Regions from separate parts of the Ovis aries genome. Here region 1 is linked to region 2. A link is a contact called in public Hi-C data. All regions are on one chromosome and are shown on one strand. Each heading gives the region's core, a stretch centred on a gene start, on an enhancer-like site or on the middle of the called end of the contact. The rest is flanking DNA. Distances are from core to core; before and after follow the strand shown.

Region 1 (4,830 bases), core at 281-2,780, 89 kb after region 2:
GCCACGAGGGAAGGCAGGTGTGACTGCTCTGTGCTGTTGCAGGCAATTGCCCAAGCTCTCTTCCCCACCTGCTTGCTCCCAGCCTGGCTCCAGCCAACTGGCCTTGTGCCCAAATGCGGGCTCGGCCCCAGTCCTTCCTAGGTACCTGCCTTCCCCTGCCCGAGTCTTATTTGATCAGGTTAGAGAGTCAACATTGGGGTATCTCAGGCAAAAAGAGTCCTGGGCTGAACTCATCAGGGTCAAGCCCAACAACAAACCCAAACTCTCACTTCAGAGTTTGTTCACATGAGGCAAAGCCTGAAGATGGGAGGCAGGCATCTGGGAATTTCCAAAGATAGGGTAATTGAGGTTGGTGAGCAGCTGCTCCTCACAGCAAACCATGCGGGCATTAAGGTGCCTTTTTCCTGGCCTTGGCTTTGCTCACTTTCTTCCAAGGGGACACCCGGGTATTTGCAGCATGGGGCTCCCTGGGGCAACCTCAGGAGTGAGTGCAGGAGCCCTTTGAGTCCCAGTCCAGCCTGGCTCTGCTTAGGCCTCCACAGGGTGGTACTGAGATGTGCAAGGCTGTGAGGAATAGATGCCCAGTGGAAAGCTGGCCAACAGCTCCCGTGCCAGTGAGAATAATACTACTGCCTCTACTGGGCCCAGCTGTCTAAGAGAAGAGGTGGGGCCTCATCTGACTCCTCCCTGTCCCCAACAAGCCCCTCTCTCTGCAGCCCTGCCAGAAAGCTAGGAAACAGAAAGACAGACAAATCAGCAACATTCGTCCTTTCTGTGCAGAAGGTTCCTACAGCTCAAGGGGCACATTTGCTGCTTTTCTTCCATGTGTGTCTCATAACATGATAGAGGGTACCAGGCGTCAGCCTCTCCAGGTCACCAGAGGAAAAACCAAGGCTCAGAGCAGCTTTCAGCTCCAGGTCACATCACTGGGAAGTGACCCTCCAGCCAGAAGGTCTGCAGCTGATAGTAGTGCTACCCAGACATGTGGGTGTGGCCGACAAAGGACAAAGAGACCCTTCCAGGGCGCACACCTGCTCAAAAGAGCCCACTGGGCCCATTGGAATTGGGGCCATCAATTCCTGGTGGGGGTGTCACTCTGCGCCACTGCCTCTGGCTAACACTGCCCCAAGGACAACCTCTATATGACCCCAGCCAGCTGACACTCCACTCGGTGAAAGGAGGAGACGGGAGAGCTGAAGCAGTTTCTCCTCCCACCTGCTGGGGAGCCTCCCCACTCTCCCCACCTCAGTCCTGGGCAAACAGCCTGGGCTGAGAGCAGCCCCAGAGAGGGGTCCACACCCACTCCTAGGAGGCCCGCTCAGCACCCGGCCCACGTCCAGGCCCAGTAGCTGCAGCAGGGGGAGGAATGTGCTAGCTCCCTGCCAGAGGGGGTGGCTGCCTCCTGCTTGGCAGCAGCCCACCCTCGGGAGTGGGGACACAAAGCGGGCATTTAGGGCATCCTCGGAGGCGGCCCAGACCATGAGACTGGGAGCAGCTCCAAGGGTTTCCTCCCTGAGAGGAATGACAAACACCCACTCCTCTTGGCCCTCGCCTTCCTCCCCCACCCCGGGCAAAGAATGGGCTGGGCGGGCAGGCGGTCTGAGGGGCAGAGACCGGGAGCTTGTACGCCTGCCAGCCAGCAGCAGCTTGGAGAATGGGAAGGTTTTTCTGTTTGCAGAAGCTCATTCTCTCAGCCAGAAAGCGCGCTGTCAGCCCGGGGAGCTGCTGCTTGCACGAAGTCTGGGGCCCTCTCCTGTTAGGAAGGGGGAATGTCCAGGCCAGAGGGGAGGCAGGGGCTTCTGCAGGGCCCAGGAAACACGAAGGAAAGCCACACAGTTCCCACAGTGCTGCCTCCCACTGAGGGGTGAGGGAAGCTGCCGGGGAGAGAACATCCCATAAGGCAGTGGTCTCCAAGGGGGCAGGGGCCAGTGATGAACATCAAACCCTTGTCCGCCACCTGCTCCAGGGGCTGCTCTGGAAACTCTCTTCATGCAGATCCCACCATCCAGGCCCTCCCAGGTCTGGCCCAGTCCACCTTCTCATGCTTCTCAAGCCCACTTCTCCAGCTTCACTCCACGCTGGTGGTTCAGAGCCTGCCCTCTTTGGGATGCCTTCCCTCCCAACTGTCTCTAGCCTCCAGTTTCCTGCCTGCAGTTCCTCCCTGTAGTGGTGGTGTCCCTGCCCTTCTCAAATTCCTTCAGTGGTTTCCCTTTGAGAGAAGGTCTAAGCTTCTTGGGATGGCTTACTAGGCCCTTTGGGGCTGCCCCGCCCCCTCTACAGCCTCATTTCCTCCCATATCTCTCCTGCCTCCAGACCTTTGCTGCTGCCTCAGACGGAAGTCCTCTGCCCCTCTTTCTTCACCGTAATAACTCCTTCGAGGCTCATTTTGGCATATTCCTTCACGCAGCACTAATTGCCAGTGTGATGGTGGGGCTTCTCCCCTAGACTGTGAGCAGTGTGACTAGACCTTAGTCATCTCTGTATCTTTCACACCTGGCAAAGAGTTCTGCACTGAGTAGGTACTTAGTGTTTGTTGGTTGAGTAAGCAGATGAACAAATAGCCGGATGACTTACAGGAGCCATGTCCCACTGCAAACAGATCATTGTACTTTGGATTCCTGCAAAAGAAATAAGAACCCATCAGCCTAGGAAATGGACATGGTTTGCCCATGGATACAAGCCTTCCCATGTACGCTGGTGCCTTAACTGCACTGCAGACAGACACTGTTGACCTTAGAGACCTAGGGCGGTTCCATAAGAATCCCAGTCTCACTTTTTCCCATAATGCTATGTGTCACCTTCAAGGTGGTTGAGCTTGGGTAGGAGCTGCTTGCTTGTGGCTTGGTACCCAGCAGGTGCTCAGGCACTCCAGGTTTTCTGCAATGCTTCTACTCACCAGCAGAGGGCGGTGACGGCCAGGCGCTTCGCTTTGTCATTTTGGAACTTCCAGAGAGGCAGCAGGGTACCCTCCTGGTCCCGATACTCGTCAGCCGCATCCTCATAGTACTTAAAATCTTAAATACACACAAACTGAGTGAGCCCTGGACTACCGTTTTCTGTCTGTACCTCTTTGGCCAAAACAATTAACCTCTTTGTGTGTCTGAGTGGCAATCGTAAGAATACCTACCTCAAAGGACTACTGTGAGGATTCATTGCTAATACACGTAAAGTACTTAGAAAAATACCTGGCACAGAGTAAGCTCTCTGTAATGTTGTTGTTACTGTTATCGTTGTTTTTGGAGGTAAATGACACTAAAGTGGCTATGTCCCTGAGGATAAAATTCCAGGTTTCCCCATCTTCATATTCACTGCCAAGCCCACCACAGTGAAGCCGCCTGGCTCCCTCATGGGTGCTCTGAACTCAAATTCATCTCCTGCCCTAAACTCTCTCTACCTCTCATTTCCTTTAACTTAGGCAGAAGCCGCACCCATCTTTCTACTTGTCTATACCAGAAATTTTGGTAATCCTTCACTGACCTCTTTTCATCATTCCTCATATTTTCCTTCTGATTATCTTTTTAATCCACTCACTTCTCTCCAGCTCCATAGCCACAGTCTAGGTTCAGTCCCCAACAGCCACCACCCAGACTACAACACCACCCTCCCAGCTGGTCTCCCTACCTCCAGACTTTCCTCCTCCAGTCCACATTCCGCAGAGCCGTGAGAGGGAGAACAAATAAACCAGCTCCCCACTGCCCTGAAAAACCCCTTGGTGGCTCCCCTGGCACAGGCGCTTCCTGATTGAACCAAGGCTCCAAGCCACTACCATGTCACCTCCAGCCAGCTGTTCGCGTACTCTCTACATCAAAGTGTCGAAAATGCTCTGCTCCTCCTGGAAACTCCCACTCACTCTAGATCCAGATCAAGCTCCTCCTCCTCTACGAGGCCTTCACTTTGTTGCTGAGCAGACAGAGTTCACCTCCTCCTCCACCCCACCCCTGCCTCTGGTCTGCTGAAACACGGGCCACACAGCGTTGCCTCTCGGTGTCCTTTCGCCTGTCTCCCCCAGCCCACAGCTCTAAGGGAACAGGAAGCACAGTGCCTAGCACAGGGCCGGCCACAGAGCGGGCACCCGGTGATTGTTCAAAGAAGGCAACAAAATATATCAACAAAAGGGAAATAGTTCTCAGTCTTCTTTCCAACCAAGGGTGCCCCAGTAGAAAATGATCCTCTCACACACCATGGTCAAGGATAGGCCCAGGTACAGCCCCAGCCTCTCTCCCAATGTCCCACACTTTGATGTTTGGGGACTTACATAAAATCCTCAAAAATGGCTCAGAACAAAAAAAGATTAGAGTGGTCAGAGGTGTGAGCCTTGATCACATCAGAAATCCCTGAGCTTGGGCTGTCTTTGAAAAGACTTCATTTCGGAGAGATTAACTGGTAACACTTCTGTTTTCACTTCTCCTTCACAAATACACTTTCCCAAAGGGAAAAGTGTATGCAATTAAAAAAAAAATCAAAGTTCAATGCATTTTTATGTGTCTGTGTTCTTATAAATGAAAAAGGTTCACCAAGGCCAATTTCTCCATGGATATTAATCATGTTTGCAGCCCTTCAGTGGGCTGCTTGCAGAGACTGGGTTTCAGGAAGCCAAGCTGTGTGAGTGACAAATTCATTCACAGCTGCCGTGTACTTTTGACAGCTCTGAAAAGCACTCAAGGTCGTTTTCCAGCCTGAATGATAACAAGGGGGCTTGTTTAGGCGGCTGGTCTTGGCAGCCCTGGTTTCTCTGTCCCACGGGTGAGCAATGAGCATCAAGTCACGGAGAAGAGCCCTGGGCTGTCAGCAGAGGAGATCAGCCAGCAGTGGGGAACTGCCAACTCCAGG
Region 2 (4,720 bases), core at 609-3,108:
AGTCAGCCCACCAAGAACCCCTCAGATCTCGACGCCAGACTGCGCCTCGAGGGGAGGGGCGCCCCCCGCCTCAGCATCCAACCTCTCCCAGGCCTAGTTTCGGCACAGAAGGAGAGGCAATTCCTGACACCCCCCCCCCACCGCCGCCTCCCTCACCCCCAGATTCTGTCGCACCATTTCCACTCCTTCCCGGTGCCCACCACCCTGTCTCCGCCCGCGACGTGGGTACTTGAAGGCTCCTTATCCAGAGAGGCCAGATAGAAGACACCTACTGTGGGTGGGCGTGAGCTGATTTCGGCTGGAAGTCACTATTTCTCCGTGTGTCCCTAAGCCCCAGCTGGCCCTCTCTGAGCCCCAGCCCCGGCTGACCCCTGCTGGTTGCACTGATGGGATCCTGCGGCCACGGAAGTAAAAGTGAAAAGCCCGAGCAGTAGCAGGAAGGTTTTTTCCTCTGCAATGGGAGTCCCTGAGGCATTTGTTGGGAAAAGGGCCCGGGCGCTCTGGGCAGCCTACTAGGAAAGGGTGTGAGGAAGTAGCGAGATACTTCCTTCCCCCTCTTCCCCGCCCGCAAACCTCGCACAGCTCCCCGGAGGGGCCAGGCAGCTGGGATTATGGGTCAAAGGTCAGATGAAAAATCCAAGGGGTGGGGATGGGGGTGGGCCACTCGTTCTCCGCCCCCTGGCATTCACCCTTTCTGTGGCGCTCTCCTGTGGCCTCAGAAGTAGTCCGGTTGTCTAACCTGAATGCCTCCCTGTAATAGCCAGACCCCTAGGCCCCGGGGCGCGGGAAGTGAGCACACCAGCCCGCCAGAGGCCCAGGCTGCGAAAGGGAAGCTCGAGGGGTGAACCTCCAGCGCCCAACTCTGGCACTCGCGCTCTGGCACTGCCGACCCGGGCAAAAAGGGCGCACTCCCTACATCCCGCATCCCAGTGGCGGTCAATCCCAGGCTGTGTGTCCGGGGATGAGTTAGGTGATGGTGAAGGAGAGGGGAAAGGGGTAGTTGTGGTGTATCACCGGAAATTTGATGGGAGGGGAGGGCCTGGGTTTTCAGCCTGGTCCACTTCGGGTCGTGCGAGCAAACAGTCCCCCTTCCTTCGATGTGAGGGGTGTACGTGTCTAAGACTGGGAGAGGGGGCGTCGTTGCTGGGGGCGGTAGGAGATCTGGGAGGGGCGGAGGCGGCTGGCCTCTCCGGCCCAAAGTAGGGCCTGGGGGCTCCTGCTCCAGCTCTTCTCACGGAGATGCTGGCGGGAGGACCCTGAGAGTTGGCCCCGGGTGTGCCAGGGTGTCCGTGCGAGGCACTAAGGGCTCGAACTTGCGGGAGTGTGCGTCGCGGAGACCTGGCCAAGGCTGAGCGAACGAGGGAGTGTGAATGAGCGACCCTGGGGGATTGGATGCGCTCCCAGCGGCCCTGGGGAATCCGGCCGAGTGGGTGTGGGTGTGGGTGTGCGCGCGTTTCTGAGACCCGCGGTCCCGGCTGCGCGTGAAGCACGGGGACTACAGCCGTCTGGAGGGCGTTCCCGAGAGACGGTGAAGGCGAGGGGGCCACGCGTGCCAGTGCGGGCGAGTGTGCCCGCGGGGGGAGGGCGGGAGCCAGCCTGAGTGAGGGGGAGTGGGGTCTCACAGGCCTGCGCAGGATGACTGTGCCCGCGCGTGCCAGGAGCGGGAGCGTGCCACGGCGGGGGCGCGCGGGGGCCGTGGTCGGGAGGGGGTCGCGGCGCGCGGCCGCAGAGGCGCGGGGAGACAAGGAGGGAGGGGGAGGGGAGCGAGGGCGCGCGCGGCCGGGCGGGCGCCCGCGGTCACATGGGCGAAGGAAGGAGGGAGGGAGCGCGCGAGGGAGGGAGGAGGATGGGGGGGGTTAAAGCCGCCGAGCGCCGAGGAGCCGGTGCAGAGCGGGCGGCGGCGGCAGCGGAGGCGGCGGCTCCAGCCGGCGCAGCGCGGGGCTCGGCGGCGGGATCCGGCGGCGGTGCTAGCTCCGCGCTCCCTGCCTCTCTCCCTGCCGGAGGCGGTCGAAGAGCTAGGTGCGGAGCCCCGGCGGCCCGAGAGCGCGGTGAGTACCTCGCGCGGAGTGCGCGCGGCCGGACCCTCAAACCCTCAGGTTGACCGACAGATCCGCGGCCCTCGTGCGCGCGGGAAGAGGGAGGGGATGTGCATGGGCCCGAGACTGGGGTGGGGGGGACAAGAAAGTTCACGGGAAACTTTGCCCGTAAACTCGGGGGCGGGGGCGCAGAAGAAGCAGCCCCCCACGTCCGGGCGCGCCGGGGGTTGGGCGTGGTGGTGGTGGGGCGGACAGTCGGCCGGCGGGAGGTGGCAGGGATCGATTGCCCTAGCACCGGGTTCTCCCTGACCTCTCAACGTCGCGCGCAGGGTCTGGGAAAATTCCGGAGCTGGGGGGTCGTAGTGACCCCCGCGCGCCCAGAGGCGGCTTCCTTCTCCAGCAGAAATCTGGACTTGAAAGCGCCCAGGGGTGTGAACGGAAGGTTGCGCGTCCGCCAGTATATGGGTGTCCATGAGAATCCGCTTGTGTGTGTGTGTGTGTGTGTCGGCGCGAGCCTGCCTGTGGTTTCCTCGTGAGTCCGCCTGGATGTATCTCCGTTTAGTGGGTCTCCTCCAGAATCTCTTTGTAAGTGCTCCCGTGTTGTGTGTCCGTGTGAGTCCGCCTGCGGTGTATCCCCGCCTCTTTGTGAGTCTGCCGGTGTGTGTCTTCCCCTAGTGCGGCTCTGCTGGAGCCAGCCTGGGTGTCCCTGTGCTGCTCGGAGTAGTGTAGCACCCGGTGCGTGGGGGCTGGGCTGCGGGGAGGTCACCAGACGGACAGCTCTCCTCCTCGGCTCCGAGCCTCTCCTCTCCCAAGCCTCTCTTCCAGCGCTAGATCTCGCGCTCGCCCGCTCCCTTGGCCCCCTCCCCCCGTCAGTAGCTTCAGGCAGGCAGGACTATTTCACGCCTTGTTGAAAATTCAGGATTTTCTTTCTCTTTCCGTCTAGTCTCTCTCTTTTGAGAAGTGTCTGTGTGGCTGGCAGTGTTGTGTCTGCAACACTGGGTGTGTGTGTGCATGCCGCTGGAGAAGTGTGTCTGTAACGCTATTTGCTTTGCCTGTAGTACTTAATGTAATTGTGTCTGTGTCACTGGGGGTATTCCTGTGGCTGTAATCACGGAGGTGGTGGGTGTATGAAATGCTGGGTGTGTTTGTGCATCTGTAATTGCTGTTTGTTGGGGGGTCTGAAACACTGAGTGCATTTTTGTGTGTCTAACTCTGGGTATGATTGTGTACCAATGCATGTATGGGGATGATGGAGCTTGAACAATTAGATGTTTCTATGGCTGTATGGCTAGCCAGAGCTTGGTAGGTGGAGGGGACTGTGTCTCCATAGATTCTGCATACCTGTTCCACTGCCAAAATCCACACAGATCCTCTGGGCTGGTTCTTAGGGCTCCTGGTCGGGATTGGTGCCATGCAGCTCAGGTTCACTCACACTCCATCACGGTTGATACTCCGACTGGGACCCTGAGCCTTATGTGAAAAGTAGGAGTTTAAAGTTCACGTGCAAGACTTCTAGAGGCTCTGGAATTTATACTCAGCTTCGTACTGGGACAGTTAAACTCATATGGACTCACACTCAGAATTACCACAGGACGGTGGACTTCCACTCAGATTCACACTTATATTCTGGTCATATCCAGTGATATATTTCAGTCCTGGAGTTTACACTCAGACTCACATTGGGACTCTAGGCTCACACTCTAGATTCACATTTCTGTCCTGAGGCTCATAGGCTAATACTGAGACCTAGACCCCAAGCTCAGAACTCCCAGAGGTCCTAAGGCTCACACTGGGACTCACACTGGCACCATGGAGCTTTCTCAGATTCACACATTCTAGGGCTCACACCCAGACTCACTTGGGGAACCAGGGGTTCATTTGAGCTCAAGGACTCACATAGGACATTGGGTTTCATACATGCATGCTCACATCTTGGAGTTCACACTCAGATTCACACTAGGACACGCAAGATACTCACTTCCATCCTGGGATCACTTAGGGACCCATACTTATAAAGGGACCCCAGTGCTCATGCTCAGACTCACATGGGGAACCTTAGCTAACACTCAGAAAGCCCCGAAGACCAGGGGCTCACATGAACACTAGGACTCTTGCCTGTACTGACTTGTTTGGGAATCCTGGGGCTCACAGTTAGACTCCCATTTCAGCCCTGGGGCTTATAGTCATATGCACAATGAGACCAGCATTCACACTCAAACCTAAACTTCCATCTTGGTGTTCACACTCAGACTGACATCCCTGGTAGTTACATTAAACTTGCTTCCATCCTGGGGCTTAGATTCAGACCCCACGGCTCACATTCAGACTGGTACTTGCAACCTGAGGCTTTCATATTCACATGGAAACCCTGGGATTCACACTTAAAATCACACTAAGTTAGCTTTCCATTCTGGGACACTCAAACCCACATTAGGATTATGTTCACACTCCCAGGGGAACTTAGAACTCACAGTTCAACTCACCCATGCTTTCACTGGTTTATGGTATGTCTCGGGGCAGCTGGGGACCGGAACAGAGACTATTACAAGATCTGTGTTCTCCAGAGGTGGGGAGTGGAAGAGATATGTGTTTGGTCATGTCCATTACTTGGGTCGTGGGCTGGTGGAGAGTGGTGGGAAACACCCAGTTAAACCTTTCTGCCTGTTCTTCCAGAGGAGACTAGG

What was found. Hi-C and Micro-C count contacts between places; a contact is called where the count stands out from the background.
Region 1: a Hi-C map of hypothalamus shows a contact between it and region 2, with 5 times the contacts expected there. The contact joins the enhancer-like site here to the promoter of CNTFR in region 2. A contact is called at or near these places in 8 of 16 Hi-C or Micro-C datasets (blood, hypothalamus, liver and 4 more).

The regions. Positions count from the first base shown.
Region 1 is chr2:37,063,326-37,068,155 of ARS-UI_Ramb_v3.0, forward strand. DNAI1 (dynein axonemal intermediate chain 1) reads right to left here. Exons shown (of 19, transcript XM_042243087.2): 10 at 2,897-3,014; 11 at 2,575-2,618. Among named protein-coding and RNA genes, the nearest start is that of ENHO, 27 kb to the left of the region's middle. Within about 2 kb of position 1,531, at least 15 of the 54 cell types and tissues checked have an H3K27ac peak or open chromatin away from gene starts, as enhancers often do. A contact at or near this core is called in hypothalamus, where this site is marked.
Region 2 is chr2:36,974,217-36,978,936 of ARS-UI_Ramb_v3.0, forward strand. It overlaps CNTFR (ciliary neurotrophic factor receptor), which reads left to right and starts at 1,859. Exons shown (of 13, transcript XM_060410884.1): 1 at 1,859-2,048.